Regions from separate parts of the Zea mays genome. Here region 1 is linked to region 2. A link is a contact called in public Hi-C data. All regions are on one chromosome and are shown on one strand. The core of a region is the stretch at or near the end of the contact, and the rest is flanking DNA. Distances in the headings are between cores, read along the strand shown. Region 1 holds the start of LOC100282590. Region 2 has its middle 16 kb from the start of LOC100282997.

Region 1 (5,350 bases), core at 1,547-4,046, 200 kb before region 2:
ATACTATGTTATCATATAGAGTTACCGCAAGAAAATCAGCTGCATCCCTCCCATTAAACCCATCATATATCCCACAAATCAGCCATCCATTTTTCTCTGAGCACACAGCTTGGACTCTATCCTCTCCAGCAGCTCCGCCAGCCATTTTCACCTCTGTATTAGTCAGAAAATTGGATGATACAGTTGTTGGGGCACTGGACCTCCAAATATTTTTACTGATCTCAAATATTGAGCTCTCAGTTGACACAGGACTGCCTTGTGAGGTAGAGAACGAGTCCAATCTTGACATTGATGGAGATGAAATAATTTTTCTGAAGGAGTTTGGAGAATCTAGTTCTGGTAAAATTTCTTCGCCAATAAGACCATTGCAAATATTTGTATTTGCCAATGTAAAATTTGCACTAATAGCAGCACCGGACAAACAAGTAAATGAGCCATTCCGTGACCCCATCATCGTATTAGTCCCAAACATGTTCTTAGGAGAAATGTCATTTCCATGATCATTTTCAGGAGAAAAGCTCTGATAAGAATCACAATGATATCCAAAGCTCACATTGAGATTGCTACAGCTCCTGACAAGCATATCTTCTTCCTCAGAGCTAATGCTGTGATCACTAGTGTCCTTATAAAACAGTTCCACATCCACCATGTTTTCTATAATAGTATAACACCAGTGTAACGTAGTACTGCTGGAACACTGTTTTCTAGGTTCCTGTGCTATTCAAATGCTATGCCAAAATGGCAAATACTACTTCCTTTATACTTGAACGGAAATGCAAACCAAACCTGCAATACTAAGAACAAAGTATTTCAAAAAAATATTACCTAGCTAATGATCCGAATACACATCATTATTTTGTTGTTAAACCGACTGTAAAAGAACCAAAAAGGGTCACATAATCTTTGATAAGCTAATAGCAAGGTGATTGTAAATCAGTATGTTCCAGCCTAGAGCCTACTGAATCTGTAGATCTGTGCACAACAATTGCAAAGGATGGCACCTTAACAAGGCAGATGGATGCTTCTCTAGTTCTGGTCATAGTATGGTGGTGATTGCAGTACAATTGATCCTCTCAGTATAAATATATATGACAATTCACAGGGTTCAAAACCGGGTGTTCATCTATTTATATGCTTGTGAGTTTAGTGGTCGTGTGCATCCCTAGCCAGTGCAGAGGCCAGAACTTAGACTCCCGTCATCTAAATAATGAAGTATTCCTTCCTGCTAACATGGTACTACTTTCATCCCTAATTAAGTGTTTGGTTGAAGAGCCAAGTAGAACAGAGCCGTTCCATCCCTGATTCTAGGAACGGAGCCGCTCTGTTCTGTGTTTGGTAATTTGGAACGGAGCGGCTCTGTTTTTTGTTTGGTTGCAGAGTGAACGGAATGGAGCGTGACTGTGAGAGCGGGATGGGAACGGAGCGGCTCCGTCCTGTTGATTTTTTGGAGCGGAATGGTTCCGGATCTGAGGAGAATATTCCCTAATTGGAGCGATTTTGTTCTAGTTCCTTTGTAACCAAACAGCAACAAAACTAGAACAGAACGACTCCGTTATACTTGCCTCTTCAACCAAACACTACCTAAAAGAATGTAAGTTTAGGTTTGAACCGGTCTCTACTAAGTTTACAGCAAATAGTATCAACATCTATTACTTCAGATAGATATAATATGAAAATATATTTCATGATGTAACTGACTTTAATAATTTGGAATCATAAAAGTTATATTTTTTATAAACTTTGCTAAATCTGAGATGAATTGATGAAAACAAAGTAGAATGCCGTTCTTCTAGGACGGAAGAAGTACGTTCGATTGACTATTTTTCCACCTAGATTTAATAGCACGGAAATTACATCTTAGGTACCAATCACCATTAATAAAATAAGAAAACTCAAGTTTGACTTGTACAGGTTGTAATATTTGCCTGTTCCCGAACCACAAACTTTTATATGAGAAATCAAACGCCATCAGGGACAGCCTACTCCACCTTGAATTGTACAAACCTACCCTCTTAGCTCTCATAAAAATTGGATACACCGGTTCTAAAATCAGTAGGGGGACAGAGCACACAATAACCTGAAGCGAGAAGGGGTTGCTTCGCATACGACCTGAGCACACAGCAGCTAAATGAACTTCACCGCAGCGGCTGTGGCCAGTGTTCCCACAGAAACTAACCTTCTTCTTGGTGTTTACCTACGCAGCAGCACAACACAAGAGAACGGAACACACATGAGACGAACGGTCAGACAGACAAAAGCACCCAGAGGCACAGAGACGTACAGATGCATCCATCTAAGTTCAGAGAGATGGGAATCGAGCCAGGCGACGCAGCCCCTGCTCTACCCCCATTCCTGAGCCCAACCCCCAAGCGCGCAGCAAGGCAGGAGACCGGCGCAATTTGCGTCAGGTAAAGCGCCGCCGCCCGTTCTTGAAAGGCCCTATCGCAGCAGAACAGAACATCGAATCAACAATCAGCATACGGCGCAAGTCGAGTGAGATTGCAGCTGCAGTTGCGTGTACAACTACATACGCATCTACAGAACACGGGCCAAGGGATGAGAGGAGCGATTCGCACGCTCACCTCACGGCCAATGACCAACCCCGAGCCGCAATCCGGGAATAGCCGAGCAAGTTGAGGCGGAGTGGCAGGAGGACCAGGAGAGGAAGAGAGACGCGTTGCGGGTGCGGTGCGGAGATGGGTGACGGAAATTCGCTGGAAGGTGTGGGCTGCGCCGAATATATCGCGGGCTTGGGGGTGGTGGGCAACGGAGAGAGAGGAAAGGAAGCAATCACCTGATTTTTCTCCGTTTTTTGTTTTAGTTTTCTTAAATGAGATCTGAATGTTTCCTGTGATCTGATTTGATATACCAAATCTAACCAGTCACTAGGCACCTCGATAATGACACTGCTGTTTGTGCTTCACCCTTTTGTGCGGCCGGGGTAGAAATTTCAAATTAATGTAGTCTAAAGAGTGTGGTTGTCTCTTTAAGGCTATGACTATGATCAACAGATGGTATATATGATTGTATAAAACAATATTTTTACTATAGACTACACTATTTATATAGTAGAGATTGAAATACTCTCTCCGTCCAAAAGTCCTCATCGTTTAAGCGTCCCACACTAAGACCAAGGATGCCCCTCCGTCTGCATGGCCGCCGCTGTGAAGTTAATTATCTAGCGTAGTTTTGTATTTTCAATATACGCATATGTACCGTCGCGAAAACCTTCCGTTAAAGTGTCATCTATCATCCGTGAAACTGAAAATATGGGTGTGACATGAACATGCATGCTTCGGATGGAGTTAACAGTAGGGAACAGAGACGTATTTGAAGCAACTGGACAATAAAGACGCATCAAATGAAGCAACGCAAACGAGGAGCCATGAATGTCTGGGATGAGGTGCAAATTGTGGTCCCTAGCTTAAACGATGTGGATTCCTGGAAGAATTTATTTTGCTTAGACGATGAGGACTTTTGGACAGAGGGAGTAGAAGATAAGATGAGTACGCTGCTGGAGATGGACTAAGGTGTTTGGTTCCTCATAGATTTTGCCATTTTGGAAAGTAAGTTAGTGCATAGATCCACTACAAATTTGTTTATCACCTCGTAGTGAGATTGAGATTCCGAGCACAAAATCCAATGCAAAATTCATGACCTAGAATGAGATTTTAAAATGAGCCATGAATCAAGTATGGTCTAATTATTAGCCTATAACTACTCTTTATGTTGGGACTTATGGCCCCAGTAGCCAAGAGTAGTGTGGTGTAGGTTTTGATGCCCTTAGCGAGGCAGGGGTGCAGAAGGGATCTCTCACTTGGTCCCAAGGTTTTTCCGAGGTCAATGGGTGACATCATGGTTGTAGATGGCGCCCTTGGCATTGCAAGGGTCCTAGGTGCATTTTTCCACGGTTCCCTTAGGACCCATTACTCCTATGGAATATATGAAGCACACTGTTGGGGGCCTTCGTCTTCCAAAGGTCCTCAAAAACATGACTAACATATTTTCCAAGTGTAATATATGTACAGGAACCTTCGGACATGGGATAAAGCTATACATGAGATGAAGGGCGCGGTTCAGGAGAAGGATGAACCAATGCCGAAGCTACCCGTGGAAAAGCTTTGGCTCAGCAGTGGAAAATGGAACCGACTTAAAAGGGAAAATGTTGTCTAGTCCTCGATAGATTATCCCTAGGTCAATAGTAAATGTCAAGGGCATGATTGTAATTTCACACAGGTTGCGTCATGTGCCTATAAATAGATGAACAGTGACATCGCACTGTTCACGCTGACTTGTATTCACTCGTGTGTCACGCTTGGACTTTTGTCTTCTGTCAAGCCGAAGGTACAAATGTAATTCAATATTTGTTTGTTTATTCATGATGTTATAGAAAAGATATATTAATAATGTCATATGATTACTCATGGCATTTCTCATGTCTCATATGCTTCTTCTTTTAATATATACTGCGATGATGAAGGTACGCCCTTCATAACCTTCATCTGAAGATCATTATATCCTAAGGGAAATAATGCTTCCAAGGACGAAGGACTTTAACCATTAACATTTTGTGTTGCCTTGTTCTTAACTCGTAGTATTTGAGAACAAGTCCCCAACATTGGCGCCCACTGTACCACCGGTGAACTCATTCGACCACCTTCAGCAAGTCGTGACCTTCGTCATGCCGCCGAAGAAAACTTCTTCAGGGCTAGGGGCTGCACTGCAGCCACTGGACGTCAATCAGGACACGCTGCGTGAAGCTCGGACTCAAAAGAGGAAGGCTACAAGTCCAACACCCCAAGAGGAGGAGTTGGACCAGGAGATAAGGGATCTCGAAGCTATCCATCAGCAGGTCGAAAGGAAGAGAGAGAGAGAGAAAATGCTTCGTCTTTCCGATCTACAGAAGAAGATCGATGAAGCTACTGAAGAAATACGTCATCTTATTCAAGATGACCAGGACCAAAGACCTCCACAAAGAGAGCTTCGTCAAGACAATTCCTACAATGATGATGATTGGTATGATGATTTCCATCATGGAAATTTTGCTTTTGATGATGCTTCTCCTCTATCAGCAGAACTGCAGGCTACCCCATGCCCCCCATCATACAAGCCACCTCATCTCCCCATGTATGATGGGCACTCAGATCCAAAGCAGTTTCTGATGAGCTACGAAGCAACCATATCTTCGTATAGGGGCAATACCGCAGTCATGGCGAAGTCCTTCGTCATGACAGTCCGAAGTGTGGCCCAGACATGGTACTCTTCTCTCCGGCCAGGGACAATCACGTCATGGCAGAAGCTTAAGGACATGCTGGTCACCAGCTTTCAAGGGTTTCAGACGAAGCCAGTC
Region 2 (5,493 bases), core at 2,188-4,687:
CCAAGAGAGCGCTTGTCTCGTCCTCGTCCCCGCGCGGCCAACCTTCTCTGAGAAGGCCCTGGTCCTTCCTTTTATAGTCGTAAGGAGAGGATCCAGGTGTACAATGGGGGGTGCAGCAGAGTGCTACGTGTCTAGCGGAGAGAGAGCTAGCGCCCTGGGTACATGCCAATGTGGCAGCCGGAGAGGTCTTGGCACCTTGCTGGCGTGATGTCGTGGCTGTCGGAGGAGCGACGGAGCCTGGCGGAGGGACAGCTGTTGGAGCGGTCGAGTCCTTGCTGACGTCGCCCTGCTTCCGTAAGAGAGCTGAGAGCCGCCGTCTTCACAGAGCTTGTGGGGCGCCATCATTGTCCATCTGGCGGAGCTGGCCAGATGGGACGCCGGTCTTGTTCTTCGTGATCCGAGTCGGCTCGGGGTAGGATGATGATGGCGCTCCTTGTTGACGTGGCGGGCCTGCGCCCTAGGTCGGGCGACGTGGGGGCTCCTCCGAAGCCGAGGTTGAGTCTGTCTTCTGTTGCCGAGGCCGAGCCCGAGCCATTGGGTCGGGCGAGGCGGAGGTCGTTCGGCCGAGGCCAGGGCGGAGTCCGAGCCCTGGGTCGGGCGAGGCGGAGTTTCGTCGTCTTCTGGGTCTTAGCCCGAGTCTGAGCCCTGGGGTCGGGCGGAGCGGAGTTCGCCGTCTTCCGGGTCTCAGCCCGAGTCCGAGCCCTGGGGTCGGGCGGAGCGGAGTTCGCCGTCTTCCGGGTCTTAGCCCGAGTCCGAGCCCTGGGGTCGGGCGGAGCGGAGTTCGCCGTCTTCCGGGTCTTAGCCCGAGTCCGAGCCCTGGGGTCGGGCGGAGCGGAGTTCACCGTCTTCCGGGTCTTAGCCCGAGTCCGAGCCCTGGGGTCGGGCGGAGCGGAGTTCGCCGTCTTCCGGGTCTTAGCCCGAGTCCGAGCCCTGGGGTCGGGCGGAGCGGAGTTCGCCGTCTTCCGGGTCTTAGCCCGAGTCCGAGCCCTGGGGTCGGGCGGAGCGGAGTTCGCTATGGCGCCTTTGGCAAGGCCTGACTGCCTGTCAGACTCACTCTGACGAGTGGCACTGCAGTCGGAGTGGCGCAGGCGGCACTGTCCTTCTGTCAGACTGGTCAGTAGAGCGGTGGAGTGACGGCGGTCACTTCGGCTCTGCCGGGGGGCGCGTGTCAGGATAAAGGTGTCAGGCCACCTTTGCGTTAAATGCTCCTGTAACCTAGTCAGTCGGCGCGGCGATTTAGTCAGGGTTGCTTCTAAGCGAAGCCAGGGCCTTGGGCGAGCCGGAGGTGTGTCCGCCGTAAAAAGGGGGGCCTCGGTCGAGACGGAAGTCTCTCGAGGTCGGCTGCCCTTGGCCGAGGCTAGGCTCGGGCGAAGCGTGATCGAGTCACTCGTGTGGACTGATCCCTGACTTAATCGTACCCATCAGGCCTTTGCAGCTTTATGCTGATGGGGGTTACCAGCTGAGAATTAGGCGTCTTGAGGGTACCCCTAATTATGGTCCCCGACAAGAGGTCTCAATATGATAGATGTGTCTATCTTAAGTTTGTTAATGGATCACCTACATACTTGTTGTTATATGTTGATGATATGTTGATTGCTGCCAAGAGCGTGAAGGAAATCACTGCTTTGAAGGCACATCTTAGTAGCAAATTTGATATGAAGGATCTGGGTGCTACAAAGAAAATCCTTGGCATGGAGATAGTCAGAGATACAAAGTCTAGATTGCTGTACTTGAGCCAGAAGAATTATATTGAGAAGGTCCTTCGTCGTTTCAACATGCAAAATGCTAAACCTGTGAGTACTCCATTGGCTCCTCATTTTAAACTGTATGCTAAACAGTGTGCTGAAACTGATGCTGATTTTGAGTATATGTCAAAAGTTCCTTACTCTAGTGCTGTTGGGTCACTCATGTATGCTATGGTTTGCTCTCGTCCTGATTTGTCTCATGCTATGAGCGTTGTTTCTAGATACATGTCTAATCTTGGTAAAGAGCATTGGAAAGTTGTTCAGTGGATTTTCAGATATCTACGTGGTTCTTCTAGTGCTTGTTTATGTTTTGGTAAATCTGGAGATGGTCTGGTTGGATATATTGATTCAGATTATGGTGGTGATTTAGACATAAGGAGATCACTTTCAGGTTATGTCTTTACTTTTGGAGATTGTACTGTGAGTTAGAAAGCTCGTTTATAGGATATTGTTGCTTTGACTACCACATAAGCTGAGTATATGGTAATTGCAGAAGTTACTAAGGAGGCGTTATGGTTGAAAGGTATATATTCAGAGCATGTGGAATTGAGTCTTGCATTACCATTCATTGTGATAGTCAGAGTGCTATTTATCTCACTAAAGATCAGATGATTACTGAGAAATCCAAGCATATTGAAATTCGTTATCACTTCGTTCGTGATATGATTGAGAAAGGTTTGGTGAAGGTATGCAAGATCAGTACTCATGATAATCCTGCTGATATGATGACGAAACATGTTTCTGTTGCTAACTTTGAGCTATGCTCAAGCTTAGTTGGTATTACAAATTAGCCTCTAGTGGCTGTTGGTGCCGGCATGATGATGATGCATTTTTGAGGTGGAGTTTGCTATTATGATGCTACAAGGAATTTGTCTCAAGGTTGAGTTTGTGATCTAAATTCTGAAAAGGCGGCCAAGTTAGCAAGTGAAGAGGAGGCCCGTCGCTGGGACGCTTGGGCCGGAGCGCAACCCAGGGATGTCTGGGGTGTGGGGGCTCTACCCCGCGTAGTATGGATCGTTCCCTACTCAGCTCAGGGTTTCACCTCTATAAATACAATTGTAATCCACAGTAAATAATTATCTCATTTGTAAGTCTCCTGCGATATGTAACCACCAGAAAATAGTGAGATTGTTGCTGGCCGGCGCCCGTGGTTTTTCACCTTCGTCTTGGAGGGGTTTTCCATGTTAAATCTGTGTCTTCTGTGTGTTTGATCTACTTTGTGTCGTATTGATTCATAACAGACGTTTCAAAGAGCTAGCAGTCCACGGTGCATCCTCCAGTCTTTGGTCCTTTGATCCAAGCCTTCTTGTCTGTCCTTCATAGCTCTAGATCCATCATGCATGGACTCGCTTGACTTTCTCCATTATCATCGACCATCTAACGCTTACACTTGTACATCATAGACAAGAGACATATTGCACACTCTCTACTCATACTATGATTAGTCTCAACTCTCAACATATTAAATCAAAGCTCTATCATCATTTGACAATCACTCATCACTCATACACATAGGCACATATCTATTGTATGTTCATAGAAACGTTTCTAGAAGAATATGGATGTTATTGCCCGTTTTGGAGAAGGGAAATAGCGCACATCTATTTTTGAGAAGGAAGAAAACTGTCTGTTCGCATAGCATCCGTTGGGCCTCATTCACATGGAAGACACAGCCTGCCATGGAGTAGCACTAGCACCCGAAGTCAGCTAGCTAGCAAACTATTAAAATGGGCCTGCACGGGCCAACCCGATGCTGCCACCCTCTTTTTCGTTTGATTTTTTTCTCTCTTATCGCACAAACTCAGGAAAGAATTCCCATAAAATTATAATATTCTTGGTTTTGTTGCACACGAAAAGAGTACTCTTTAAAAAAACTTCAGATTTAGAAGCCAGCGTACCCAAGAAAAAATTAGTCATCTCTAGAAAATCCGGCCATCATTTTAATATTGGAGGTACATTGTTTATTTATGACAGGTGGGCAAATTCTGCCTTACGCTCTTAATGCTAGGCACCACAAATCGAGAGTCTTTTTCATACCCCCTCGTTTTGGACAAGACTAAAATCAAACTTATAAAATTTTGACTATAAATAATTATTTTGTTATTTAGTTTTGAATATAATACTTGTATGCACCAATTTGTCTTAATTTTTTTTATAAAATTATCTCTACTACTAATTATGTTAGTAGTGTAGGCGTCCACACCCCTCGGCGCACGTTCTGCCGTGCGCATCCGCCCGCATCCCGCAGTCGCGCTGCATCCCGCAGCCGCCCGCATCCACGGCAGCGCTTCCATCCTCCACCCTCCTTCCATCCTCCGCGGGCCCCCGCCGCCGCTGCACCCGACGCCCACCTCTCCCACGGCGCGCCCGCACCACCACCACTGCCTCTTCTCCATCAAGCAGCTCAACACGCTGGGCGCGGCGGCCGTGCTCGCCTTCTCCACCACGGTCCCGCTCTCGGAGATCTCCTTCGCAGTGCTCCTCCCCCCTACCTCCTCGTCCTCGCCTGGCTTGCCTTCCCGCAGCGCCCGGGCCGCTCGAGACCCGGATCCCGCCTCTGCCCCTCGGCACCACCACGCCTGGCTCGTCAGTGTCTTCGATGGCCATGACGGCCCCGACGCCCCCACCCGACAGACACTGAGCCCTCTTCCGCTTGCGTGACCGGTGCCCCCTCGACTCTCCTCCCCACCGTGGCCCCTTCCCCAGCCCCAGTGACCAGCGCCGCCCTTCCTAGGCGCGGCCATGGCGACCATCGTGCCCTAGCCCGCCCCTGCACCATGGCAAGCACACCCCTTCTACTCCTCTCGCCCCAACCCCTGTGCAGCCTAGCGCGGTGGCCTATAACCCGCAACAAGGCGTAGCTAGCCGGCTGGTGGCCATGCCCCGGTGAGCCCCTGCTAGGCGCGGCCAGCAGCCCCCGTGGTCTAGCCCCTGCCCAGGCACACGCAAAACCCTGCCCTTGCAACTTTGTTCTCGGCGCCGCCCCACTCGCCCGAGATCTGCCGCGACAACTAGAATTGGACGTACATTGGGACTTTGAAGTGCGGCTAGGGTTTGTATGTCCTCACATTCACGTGTTCCTATGTCAAATTCATATTTTAATATTGTAATCGCTCTCGAGCAGGCTACCTGGCAATTGGTGGAAAGAGATGTGATGACGACGGTCATTTATCGAAGAGCAGGAGAGGCCCTAGAAGAAAGGCGACATCTTCTCGTTCTTCGGCAGGTGATGAGTCTAGAGTTCAATCGTGGAGTTTATTTAGGATGTAGATGGCGTACAGGCTCGCAATCTGGATTTATGAATGCTTTGCTCTGTTCTAGGTTAGGCTGCAATTCATATTCTGTCGTGATGGTGTAGAAGAGATATGCAACTCTGGAATGATGGTTGATGCTTCTAATACTAGATCTATTATAATACATGTTTTCTCTGGTTTTATAAATTTGTAGAAAACACTTCTCTCTAGCCATCTACAGATCAAAGGATTTTGAGCATGATACAGTTGGCATAATTTTCATGACTATAGTCTATTCGTATAATGGGATTATCTGATCTCTCAAATTTTGACCCATTAGCGTGTAATAATATTCCCGTTAATGTGATTTGGACAAGAAAGCTTAAGAACAGCCTAAAACATTCTCTCCCTGTAACAACCATTTTAGCAAAGTGGTGTGTTCTCTCCCTGTAACAAACATTGTAATATAAACTTAAGAACTTTCAAGCCTATGCTACACCATCACGACAGAGCAG

What was found. A called contact is a pair of places that touch in the nucleus more often than the background predicts.
Region 1: a Hi-C map of ear shows a contact between it and region 2, with 2.2 times the contacts expected there. The contact joins the promoter of LOC100282590 here to the enhancer-like site in region 2. A contact is called at or near these places in 3 of 25 Hi-C or Micro-C datasets (ear, endosperm and tassel).

What each region holds. Positions count from the first base shown.
Region 1 is chr2:62,679,679-62,685,028 of Zm-B73-REFERENCE-NAM-5.0, reverse strand. It overlaps LOC100282590, which reads right to left and starts at 2,796. Exons shown (of 6, transcript NM_001412117.1): 1 at 2,583-2,796; 2 at 2,282-2,439; 3 at 2,078-2,194; 4 at 1-786. The coding sequence starts at 649.
Region 2 is chr2:62,481,490-62,486,982 of Zm-B73-REFERENCE-NAM-5.0, reverse strand. No RefSeq gene overlaps it. Among protein-coding and RNA genes, the nearest start is that of LOC100282997, 16 kb to the right of the region's middle. Within about 2 kb of position 3,437, at least 11 of the 20 cell types and tissues checked have an H3K27ac peak or open chromatin away from gene starts, as enhancers often do. A contact at or near this core is called in ear, where this site is marked.